3 separate regions of the Zea mays genome follow, and regions 2 and 3 are each linked to region 1. The links are chromatin contacts, called in public Hi-C maps. All regions are on one chromosome and are shown on one strand. Each heading gives the region's core, a stretch centred on a gene start, on an enhancer-like site or on the middle of the called end of the contact. The rest is flanking DNA. Distances are from core to core; before and after follow the strand shown.

Region 1 (3,236 bases), core at 362-2,861:
AACGAACGAACGAAACAAATAGCGGCTGTGGGCTGTGGCGGTGGTGGGCGTACGTTGCAGTGCTGGTCAGCGTTGGAACGCAAGTGCGCGCACGTACGTCGTCTCAGGCTCTCCGCTCTCAGCTCGCTCGTCGCTTTTTTTTCTCGGTGGGCAAAGCCCAAAGCCAACCAAAAGGGGCTCCAGCGAATGAACATAAACCAACAGGGGCTAGAGCTAGAGCTAGACGAGACGGCCGGCCTCGCGCGGACGGCCGCGGAGAGTGGCTGTCCTCTCCCGTCGCGCGCGCGCGCACTTCCGTCGTCCGTTGCCCACCAGCCCTCACGGCCGGTGTTTTATTTCCCTTCCAATAAGCGATGCGGACCGACGGCCGCGTCGCTGTCGCCGTCGCCGTCGCGTCCAGCTTTGCTATATATGCAACGTTCAGTGCCGCCTGCTTGTCCTAGCTAGCTTGGCCACCACCACAGATGGTGGCCGCCCTGCGAGTTTTGGTGCCTTGCCTTTTGTTTCTCTCGGGGGCTACACTGTCTCAGCTCGGTGGGCATGCATAAAGCGTAGCGCGTAGGTTGCGCTGCCTGAAAGGGAGGTTCTTCGGAGGTACCTTGTGCATCGTACGTACGTCTAGCAGGCTGCTAAACAACAAGGTTTGTTTAGTAGGACGAACAACAATAATTAGTGTGTGGAAGTGGAAGCTAGTGCCGCCCGTCGAGCGGGCGAACCTAGTATAGAAAGAAGTTTAGCATATCATGTAGGCACAAGAACCGGTCTCTCTTAGTCACAAATGTTATCCCACTCATATATGTAATGTAATTGGAGAGTAGTGTGCTGCTGGCCGTCCATTTTAGCTTGCACTGATTGGCTGCGTTTTACATACCTTTCGTCGACCGTCTGCCGTCCGCACGATCCCTACCGATCGCGCGGCAGATTTAAATGCTGGTACGGGAGAACTTTTTCCTTCTAGTTTAGGACTTGCACACGTAGCCTAGCTAGTGACACTGACAAGGACTGAAGCTGAAATGGGCTGCGTTGGCGTTGCGTACACATAGCTCATACATCATGCTGCGTGTTCAATTCCACTGAAAAATACTCCCTCCGTTTCTTTTTATTTGTCGCTGGATAGTGTAATTTTGCACTATCCAGCGACAAATAAAAAGAAACAGAGGGAGTACTACTTATTAGCTCATCTCTTCCACTGAAATTAAAATAGTGACGAGCTTATTAGCTTGGCTGAGAGCTCTGAACCATGACCAGAGAGCATGAGTCCATCGCTCCCTTCTTGACGTTTTCCTGGACAGGAAGCTAGCAGATGATTTGAGGGCGATGATGGCAACAGAGGAATTATACAAGTAGAAGGCAGGCAGCTAGGAGACAAGAGCTCCGGTGGGCCGGGCTGGCTATAGGCTAGATGCCCTGAATGAGCTCTCAAGAAAGCGTCGCTGGAGCTAGAGGCCATCCAAGCCGAGTCCAGCTCAGCGCTTATCCCCGGGAGACGCGGTGGGGGTCTGCACTTGTGGCGTGGAATTCTTCCGAGAACACAGCCACGGGAGGAGTGGTACGTGTTAGACGCGGCGGCGTTCGTGGCCACCGTGCTGCCCCACCCCCTGCAGCACGGGGATCGGACAAGCCGGCAGGCAGGAGATGGTCCACAGGTCGCCCAGCGATCCCGTCCCGTCCCGCATGGTGTCCCATCAGCTGATCAGAAGGGTGAAGTGGATTTTGGATCGGAATGCTTTTTGTTAAGCCTGTCATGCGTCATGTAAATCATCCAGCCCTGGATCTTTGCTCCTAGTCCAGCGCGGCTGGAAACACCATCCATGAGTTAATCTTAATCCTCTCTCTGTCTCTCTCTCTCGTCCACGGATTTGCACATGAATAATCCATAGAGTTGTTGGCAGGTTGCGTCGTCAGGTTGGATTTAACGAGGAAAAAGGTCCCAAACCAACCAACCGGTTTCTGAATACATGGGCTGAAGCTGAACAACGTGTAACGCGCAGAGGAAAACAACTAGATAAATATAGTCTGAAAACAACTAGTTTCTGAATCCACTTCTTACCAGCTTCAGAAACATTCACTCCTCGTCTGCTATTCGGTACCTGATCGAAAAGTTCCATTGCCATCTTGGCCAGTGGGCCCAACTCGACTTTCCCAAGGGCCGAAGCTTTCGGGCTTGAAGAAGAAGAAGCCCAGTGCCCCGTGCGGCCGTTAACGAAGAAGCCCACATCGCAGTCTTGCAGTGCAGGCCCACTGCAAGTTTGTTAGTCTGGTAGCTGTACAGTGTATGCGGAGGCCTCTGCAGACTGAAGTCTGCAAAGCGTCCTATAAAAGCTCTCACCCATCCCGTGCCACTGCCTCGGCTCACGCCAACGGCCGAACCTGGCGAGCTAATTGATCTGCATGACAATTGACAAGCCACCACCCCCTTCTCTCTCAAGCACTGTGTCGGGCTGGCGGCTAGGCTACACATCAGAGTGGGGGTGTGACTGTATAAGCCTATCAGAAACGGAAAGACATGGGGGCCCCTCTGAAGAAGAAGGTACTCCAGGTTGTTGCAAGAATGCTAGCTAGGTGCATGCACGTCAAATGGCGAAAGGATTAAGCAACTAACTAGCTGGTGCATTTGTGATAAGGAGGGGGGAAAAGAACGAGCCCTATCGTCCGTCCCGGCCGCTTTCCCTTTACGCCAGGGGATCACAGGTTGGGAAAACAACGCCGCAAATAATCATGTCCTCGGAGAGGAGAGACATCAGCGCCATCATCACGGACAGCCTCTTTCAGTGCACAAGCTGTTGGTTCCATGTCCCCGTCGCCCTTTATCTTCTTCTTTTTTCTCGGCTCACAACTCACATGCACGGACCATCCCGTGCCGTGATCACGTTCGCCCAAGGACCAGCCTTAAGTCTTCACTCCAGGGTTGACAAGGCGGTGAAGAAACGAGGGAGCAACAAAGACACGGACACCGTGACGGTACAGACTACAGCAGACTCTTTTGAACACCTCTGTTGCCACTCGAACTCAGGTGAACCTCGCTGCGAGTTGCAAACAGGGTCTCTGCTACGTTTGCCTCAATTGTCAAGTGAGACAATTTAGCGATTAATCACAGATTTTTAATGTCACATAATAAATACAAAGTAGGAGTAAAATTACACACGGTACACTTAGACCTGCAAACGGGGGAGTGTAAGCGGGTATTTTAGGTGGGTTTAAGAAAAAAGTTTATTTTGGTGGGTTGTGGTGGGTTT
Region 2 (3,305 bases), core at 566-3,065, 180 kb before region 1:
GTCCGTGCGGAACGGCTTGACGTAGGCGGCGTCGACGTCGACGACGGTGAGCGTGTGGTTGGCGATGGAGAAGAAGAGCTCGTCGTTGAGCGCGGCGTTGATGAGACGGAGCAGGTACCATTTGCCGGGCAGCACCTTCAGCTTGAACGTGTCTATGGAAGCAGCACACATGTGACACATGACGGTGAGCTTGAACTTTTCAATGGGCCCTGGCTGAACGGGCCGAGTCTTACCTTTGCTGGAGCAGTTGTACAAAGGGCCCGGGAGCCCGTTGATGGTGAAGGCGTCCGACACGTTTGGGCCTGCTCCAGTCTGAAGCGCCTGGGCGACAATTGTCTCTGGATCCGCGTTGAACCACTCTCCTGCGGCCACATCGCACGTTAATTATCCTAGTAGTACAGGGCAGGCTACAAGCAGAGCAGAGCAGCAGCAGCAGCAGCACCGAAGATGACTGGGACGTCCTTGTAGGGTTTAACCGGGAGCGGGTATGGCACGCCGCGCTTGGGGAGGATGACGATGGCCCCGTAGAGCGTGGCGCGCATCCAGGAGACGTGCGCGTGCCAGAACAGGGTGCCCCGCTGCCCCGTGATGGTGAAGTTGTACACGAAGCTCTGCCCCGTCTGGATGGGGCACTGCGTCACGTACGCCGGCCCGTCCGACCACCCCGTGCGCAGCTGCCGAACGCCGTGCCTGTTGTTCAATTCGTTCGCGTGTACGTATATGCAGTTTGCATCGCACGCACCCAGAGGGAAGGCACACAAAAGCATCAGTACGGGCATGCAAATATATATCAGCTGCATTATATTGCATTGGCACGTCCTGAAAGACCTGAAACTAGGCTGCTGCCCACTTGGTCCTTTGCTAACTGAAAGGATGGCGAGCTAGCTGCTGATCGCATCCAGGAAACAAATAAAAAGGTGGTAGACGCTGCTTGTTATTAATTAGTTGCTGACACCAACCAGCAGGATCGAGACAGAGGTACGAAACGATGATTTCTCCGTTGAAACATGGCAGCTTTGCGAATGATGATCTAGGTTACTGCTGCAGTTCGTCGCGTCGTTGGTGCAAAGAAACATGGCAGTTCGTCGTCGTTGCTGCAGGGCAGATCGCTATATATATATGTATACTAATTACTATATACATGAAGAGAAAGTTTACCAGTGGATGGTAACGTTGTCCTTGACATTGTTCAGCACCTTGACGACGACGCGGTCGCCCTCCCTGGTGACTATCTTGGGGCCGGGGAACTGGCCGTTCACCGTCGGGATGGCGCGGGTGGTGCACAGCCGCGTCACCTTCTTCATCGTCACCTGCCATATATGCCACACACAAGCCCACACCACACATGACATGATTCGAAACGGCAGATGATATATAGACCCTGTCACGTCCGTCGTCCCAAACTTCCTTCATATATAGACGATGGAAGAACAGACGACCATGCATCAACAACAAGAACTACTAGCAGCTATAGCTAAATCACTGCGTGCGTGCGTGCATGCATGCATGCATGTGGGTACTCCTAGTCCTAGCCAGCAAGTATACGTACATAAGAACACACAGCATGCATGGACGAACGGCGGCTGCTTAATTGGTTGATGAGTGAAATGCACTTACGTTGAAGGTGTAGTGTCTGGTTGTGCCGCCGCCGTGTGACGACTGCGGCAACGCTACCAACGTGCCGAAGAACAGGATGAACGCAAGCCACGACGATGGCGGCGCCGCCCCCATCTCCCTTCCCTTGGCACGCAGATCGATCTCGGACGAGAGATCGAGGACGTACGGTTGTTATATATGGCCGGCCGCAGCAAGATAGCTAGCTAGAGCTATAGCTACAACACGCGGCAGGAATGAAGGGTTATATAGCGAGGAGGAGGAGGACAGTACAGTACTGACGACGGTGGTTGCATTCCTTCCTTCCTTCCTTGCAATTTATTAGGTGGCGACATGATATTTTCCCTTTTTTTCCCAGTGACAAGAAAAAACCGGGGCGGAGCGAGAATTAGGTGACGATGATGATCGAAAGGGTGTTGACAGGAGACGGAGAAAAAGGCGGGGCTTATTAGCGCCAGCCAGCGGCCGCTTTTGCCTGGTCATGTACAAAGAGTTGGGTCCGCCTGGATTTTAGAGTGCAGGCAAAGGAATCGCCCTTTTTGACGTATGGCCCCGCTAGCTGCTTGCTCTCGCTCTGGACGGACGTACATGTATTTTCTCCGGCGTCCAGCGCGCTCATTTTTTTTTTGAACCGTTCGATCTGAGTGCACCCTCGTCAGGATTCAGGAATCATGACTCATGACTGAGACTACTGAGATGATGCAGCCAGCCAATTATCTCCAACGTACGTATTACAGACTGAAGCCCGCGCCCGCCCCCCCTGCAGTGTTGTGATATGATCTTGTGTGTTCTTCTCAAGGAACGACCGCAAATTAACCGTCGCGTCGTCTGTTGAGATTTCCTTGTCGCGTCAGATCGAACGCTACCTTATTAACACTTGGCTAGGATTGGAGTGCTCAGCGGTTAATTTCAACAGTTTTTCTCCTGTAAACTGATAGACGGACGAACTAGAGATCAGAGTTTAGAACACTGCAGCTCACAGGTCCAGGCCACCTCTCTGTTGGATTGATCTTATGTGAATCCGGTCAAAGAGGGGACTTCTTGTATTATGATTGCATGCATAACAATACATTGGATTATTGGTTAACATTCCTCGCCCCATAAACCTAGGGACCTGATCTACTCTAATACGGCTAGCGATGGAAAGACCATCACCTAGCTAATGCACTCTCGGTGTCGTCGTCGCTATTGCACACCGACTCTAAGACTGGCTGCAGCGCAGGCCATCAGCCATCCTCTCTATATGTGTATATTTGGGCCGGGTCTGATGGGCCGGCCCGAAGCACAAAAAAAAATACACCCAGGCATGGCACGACCCGAAATAATTTAGTGTCAGGCTGACACGACCCGATATATCGGGCCGGGTTTGGTCCGAGGTCGCGGCCCATGGGCGGGCACGAGCACGGCTCGTTTAAGGCAGGCACGAAATGGCTCATATAGAGGCACGAAAAGGCCATATATTTATTAAAATCACACTTCATTCCACACTTTCATGTACTTGATAAAAAACACAAAGCTAGAGATAATGCTATTTAGATGTTTTTTGTAGCTTTGAATTAGAGTATGTGATGTAATTTTACTTTTGTTATGAACATTAGATAATAAACTGAACTTACGAACTTTGTATAGAGCTGATTATACTCTTTTTTCTTCTAACAAAATGATTTGTAAACAAGTTAGTCATTGCATAG
Region 3 (3,338 bases), core at 303-2,802, 250 kb after region 1:
TGCTAATGAGAAAATCAAGTAAAACACCTACATGATATAGTAGATGAAATTATAGAAGGATATGTCGGCCAAACAAATAGTATGACGTGGATGCCTTACTTTTTGATATACTGAAAATAGTAAACATTTAGTGAAAGATGGTGTAGCATTTATTAAGGATGATGTGGCGTTTAGTGAGATATAACATATGGAGCTTGTATGCAGATATTAAAGTTAGTGGGGTTTACTTTTAAAAGAGATATAGATATAGGTTAAGTATAACATATGGATAGCTTGTTTGCAGATATTAAAGATGGTAGTCTTTTATAAGAGACATAGGTATATGTTATATGAGACGACAAAGCAAGTTTCTACTCAGTAAGAGTTTACAAATGCATTAAGGCTGTAAAATAATGTTTGCCTATTTTTGTCTGAGAGGATGAAGTATTTTTGAAAGTTGCTATGTATGTGTGCACGTAGAATTACGAGAAAGAAACCAAATAAGACTTGGGGTCTACAAATGGCATGCCATGCAAATTTGTACAGCCGATGTGTGTTCCTTTGTCTGATAATGCTAATAGTGGAAACTGATCGTACAGTGGTACCATTATGCAAAGATAGTAACGCAAAACCTGCAGTAGGAATTCAGTCCATTCTAATAAAAGACATCCATGATTATTCCGTAACGAACTAAACGGATTTCGACTAGATACAGATTAAAGTAGTGGATTTAATATTTCGTAGCTTTGTAAATTTGGAATCCAAAGAATGAACTTTTCTTAAACCCTAGAAATTCCATGCTGCGTATGCACCTTTGGTCCGGGCAATGGCCGAGTGAGATGCCAGCTGGACCTAGCACATATTTTTCTATGGTAGATGTATATATTTTAGAATCATGAAGACCACAAATTTCTTATCTAAAAATTATCTGGTTCTGCGTTGAAGAAGCTCCGGAATCTTAGCACCTTTTCAGGCATCACCCGTGGACATTCTCCACCGACCACCAATAGCCCGAAAACAGCAAAAACCCTCCATGAAAAGATTAATTTATAAATAAAAATATTTTAAAAACGGAGAACCCCGAATTAATTCCGTGAGAGAGACTGTGAAGTGGGTCTACATGCAGTTAATAATTACTAACCCCCTCACGTTTCTTTCCTAAAAACGTCCCTGCTATTCTCCTCACTTAAGCCCCACCGGTTAACGGGGGATCACTCCTTGGGTTCGTGGTCACGAGGGACTGGAGGGCCACCGTGCGATCCGACGGCGCGGCTGGCGCGTCCGCTCCCACACCGACGGCCTGGATTTGCGGAATTTATCACGGGCGCGGAGACGTCTCTCCCGTTGTAGTAAGCCGGGACAGGCGCCCGCTGCCGTCGGATCACGTGGCCCCGCCACGTGGACGCTGCGGGAGGGCGGAACCGGTCGTTGGGGTGGGGCCGCGTGGGGTTTAACCGGGAGCAGCCGGTGGACGCCCCTCCCCGGGATGGCGTGGGCGTAAGCGTAAGCGAGGCGGAGTTGGGGGGTTTAAGAAGGGGGGGTGGTTTTGAGGGGTTTTGGCCAACCCACACCACCGCACCACGCACCTCCACCACCAGAAGAAAAAACCAAGGCGGAGGGCGGAGAGGAGAGCAAGGAGGGTGAAGGGGGAAAAGGGTAATAAAAATAAAAGAGGAGAGGAGAAGCAAGACGAGGAGGAAGAGGGAGCACCCAGAGGTAGGGGAGGGGGAATAATTCCGCAGGGGCTGAGGGATCTCGGCGAGTCCGGCCGCGGAGCAGCGCAGCGAGGCGGCGATCCGAGGGCGATCGGAGGCGGGCGGGCGTAGACGCCGGCGAGGTGAGCACGCCGTGCTAGTTCCGCGGAATTCTGGCGAATTATGCGGTTCTGGGGCTGGGTTTCGTGTCTTGGTGCCCCGCTGTGAGGCGCTGCTGTGTTGGGGTTTTGCTTCCGCTCTGTTTTCGTCCATCCTTGTCCGAATTCTGCTTGCTTTGCTCCGATCCGCCGCTCTGTGCTCGGATAAAGAGGTGAAATTCGCGTCTTTCCGAGATTCCGGCACATTTCAGAGTCGCGGTTTGGATTCGTGGGGTTTTGCTTAATTTCGCGTCGAATTGCTGTGGATCGGGTGCCGAGATCGGATCTGGCCTCGCTCGATTCACGTTTTTCTCGACGTTCTTGTGCGCCTGTGAGGTTTCCGGTCGCTCTTCCTTTTTTTAGTCGACGTGCCCGCTTTCCTTTTGGCAGTTGCTTGCTCCTCGCGGATTCCGATGCACGAGGTTTTTTTTTTAAAAAAAAAAGTTTTCTTCTCCTCTCTCTCACTCTCCCTTTTGATCGCTTGGCGTGCTGGTTTACCTGGCGAATTTATTTGCTTGTGCATTAAATTCAGTGGCGAAACCATCTCGCAAGAAAAAACCTGAGGTCTTAACTCGGATCACGGGTTGAAGTATGAATTCTCTCTATTTCTTCTGCTGTTTTTGTGTTTGAGTTTTGATTCGTTTTTGGAGCGCAGCCTGCTGAAAATTCTTTTCATTTGGCTGTTTCACGACTAGATCTCTCGGTTAATCGGCTTGGGGTATTGGGATTATAACTTTTGGTAATTAATTACTTCAAACGCAGTAGTACTCCTATGATCGTTCCCTGTTTAATTAATGGAATGGAGGGTTTAAAGAAGATTTATCCCAAGTCACTGCGGAGATCCCAATGAATTATTTCCTCTTCTTTTTTTTCCTACCTACTAGTACCAGCTTTCATTTGCTGATTGCTACTGTGTTCTTGCAGATTTGTGTTGGTGACAAGCCATGAACAGCGCAACCACCAGTTGTTAAGTAACCCTCCTGTAAACTTGAAGCAACCGAAGCGGAGAGCAGAAATGGTGTTCCAAAAGAGGTCCTCGTCAGAGTTGGAGGCGTCCGGTGGAGGCCAAGTCGCGGAGATGCCGCGCGTTCCCAAGTCTGCGAGGGTACGCCGTACGCGGCTTTCAGCGCATCGATTCGGCCCTCTCTTCGCTGCCCTTGGTTGGCGAGTCTGACAAGGATGGTGTTTCTTGTTCGGTGAAATGTGCAGGGCAAGAGATCGGTCAGGAAGAAGGAGGCCCAGAACCCGCCCCAGATGTCAGCATTCGACCTTCTCGCGACGGTGGCAGGGAAGCTGCTTGATGAGGGGGTGGGCTCGCTGGGGAACATGAGCGCTGGTGCCCCAGCTTTGACTGCATGCGCGAAGGATGTCCGTGTGAAGAAGGAGCAGTGTGACGAGGAAATGAAGCAGTTCAAGCATGAGGTGACAGATCAGGATAGCTGCAATGAGAGTGCAATTCTCCCGCACATTGTGTTCCAGCGGGCGGTGAATAATGCTCGGAATGAGG

What was found. A called contact is a pair of places that touch in the nucleus more often than the background predicts.
Region 2: a contact with region 1 is called in a Hi-C map of ear, with 2.8 times the contacts expected there. The contact joins the promoter of LOC100193025 here to the enhancer-like site in region 1. A contact is called at or near these places in 2 of 25 Hi-C or Micro-C datasets (ear and tassel).
Region 3: a contact with region 1 is called in a Hi-C map of ear, with 1.6 times the contacts expected there. The contact joins the promoter of LOC542534 here to the enhancer-like site in region 1. A contact is called at or near these places in 3 of 25 Hi-C or Micro-C datasets (bundle sheath, ear and tassel).

What each region holds. Positions count from the first base shown.
Region 1 is chr1:40,039,895-40,043,130 of Zm-B73-REFERENCE-NAM-5.0, forward strand. No RefSeq gene overlaps it. Among protein-coding and RNA genes, the nearest start is that of LOC100273259, 35 kb to the left of the region's middle. Within about 2 kb of position 1,612, at least 20 of the 20 cell types and tissues checked have an H3K27ac peak or open chromatin away from gene starts, as enhancers often do. A contact at or near this core is called in bundle sheath, ear and tassel, where this site is marked.
Region 2 is chr1:39,862,849-39,866,153 of Zm-B73-REFERENCE-NAM-5.0, forward strand. LOC100193025 (putative laccase family protein) reads right to left here and starts at 1,816. Exons shown (of 6, transcript NM_001138193.1): 1 at 1,618-1,816; 2 at 1,159-1,310; 3 at 443-690; 4 at 234-362; 5 at 1-152. The coding sequence starts at 1,731.
Region 3 is chr1:40,289,111-40,292,448 of Zm-B73-REFERENCE-NAM-5.0, forward strand. LOC542534 (initiator-binding protein 2) reads left to right here and starts at 1,553. Exons shown (of 10, transcript NM_001324298.1): 1 at 1,553-1,816; 2 at 2,756-2,936; 3 at 3,041-3,338. The coding sequence starts at 2,847.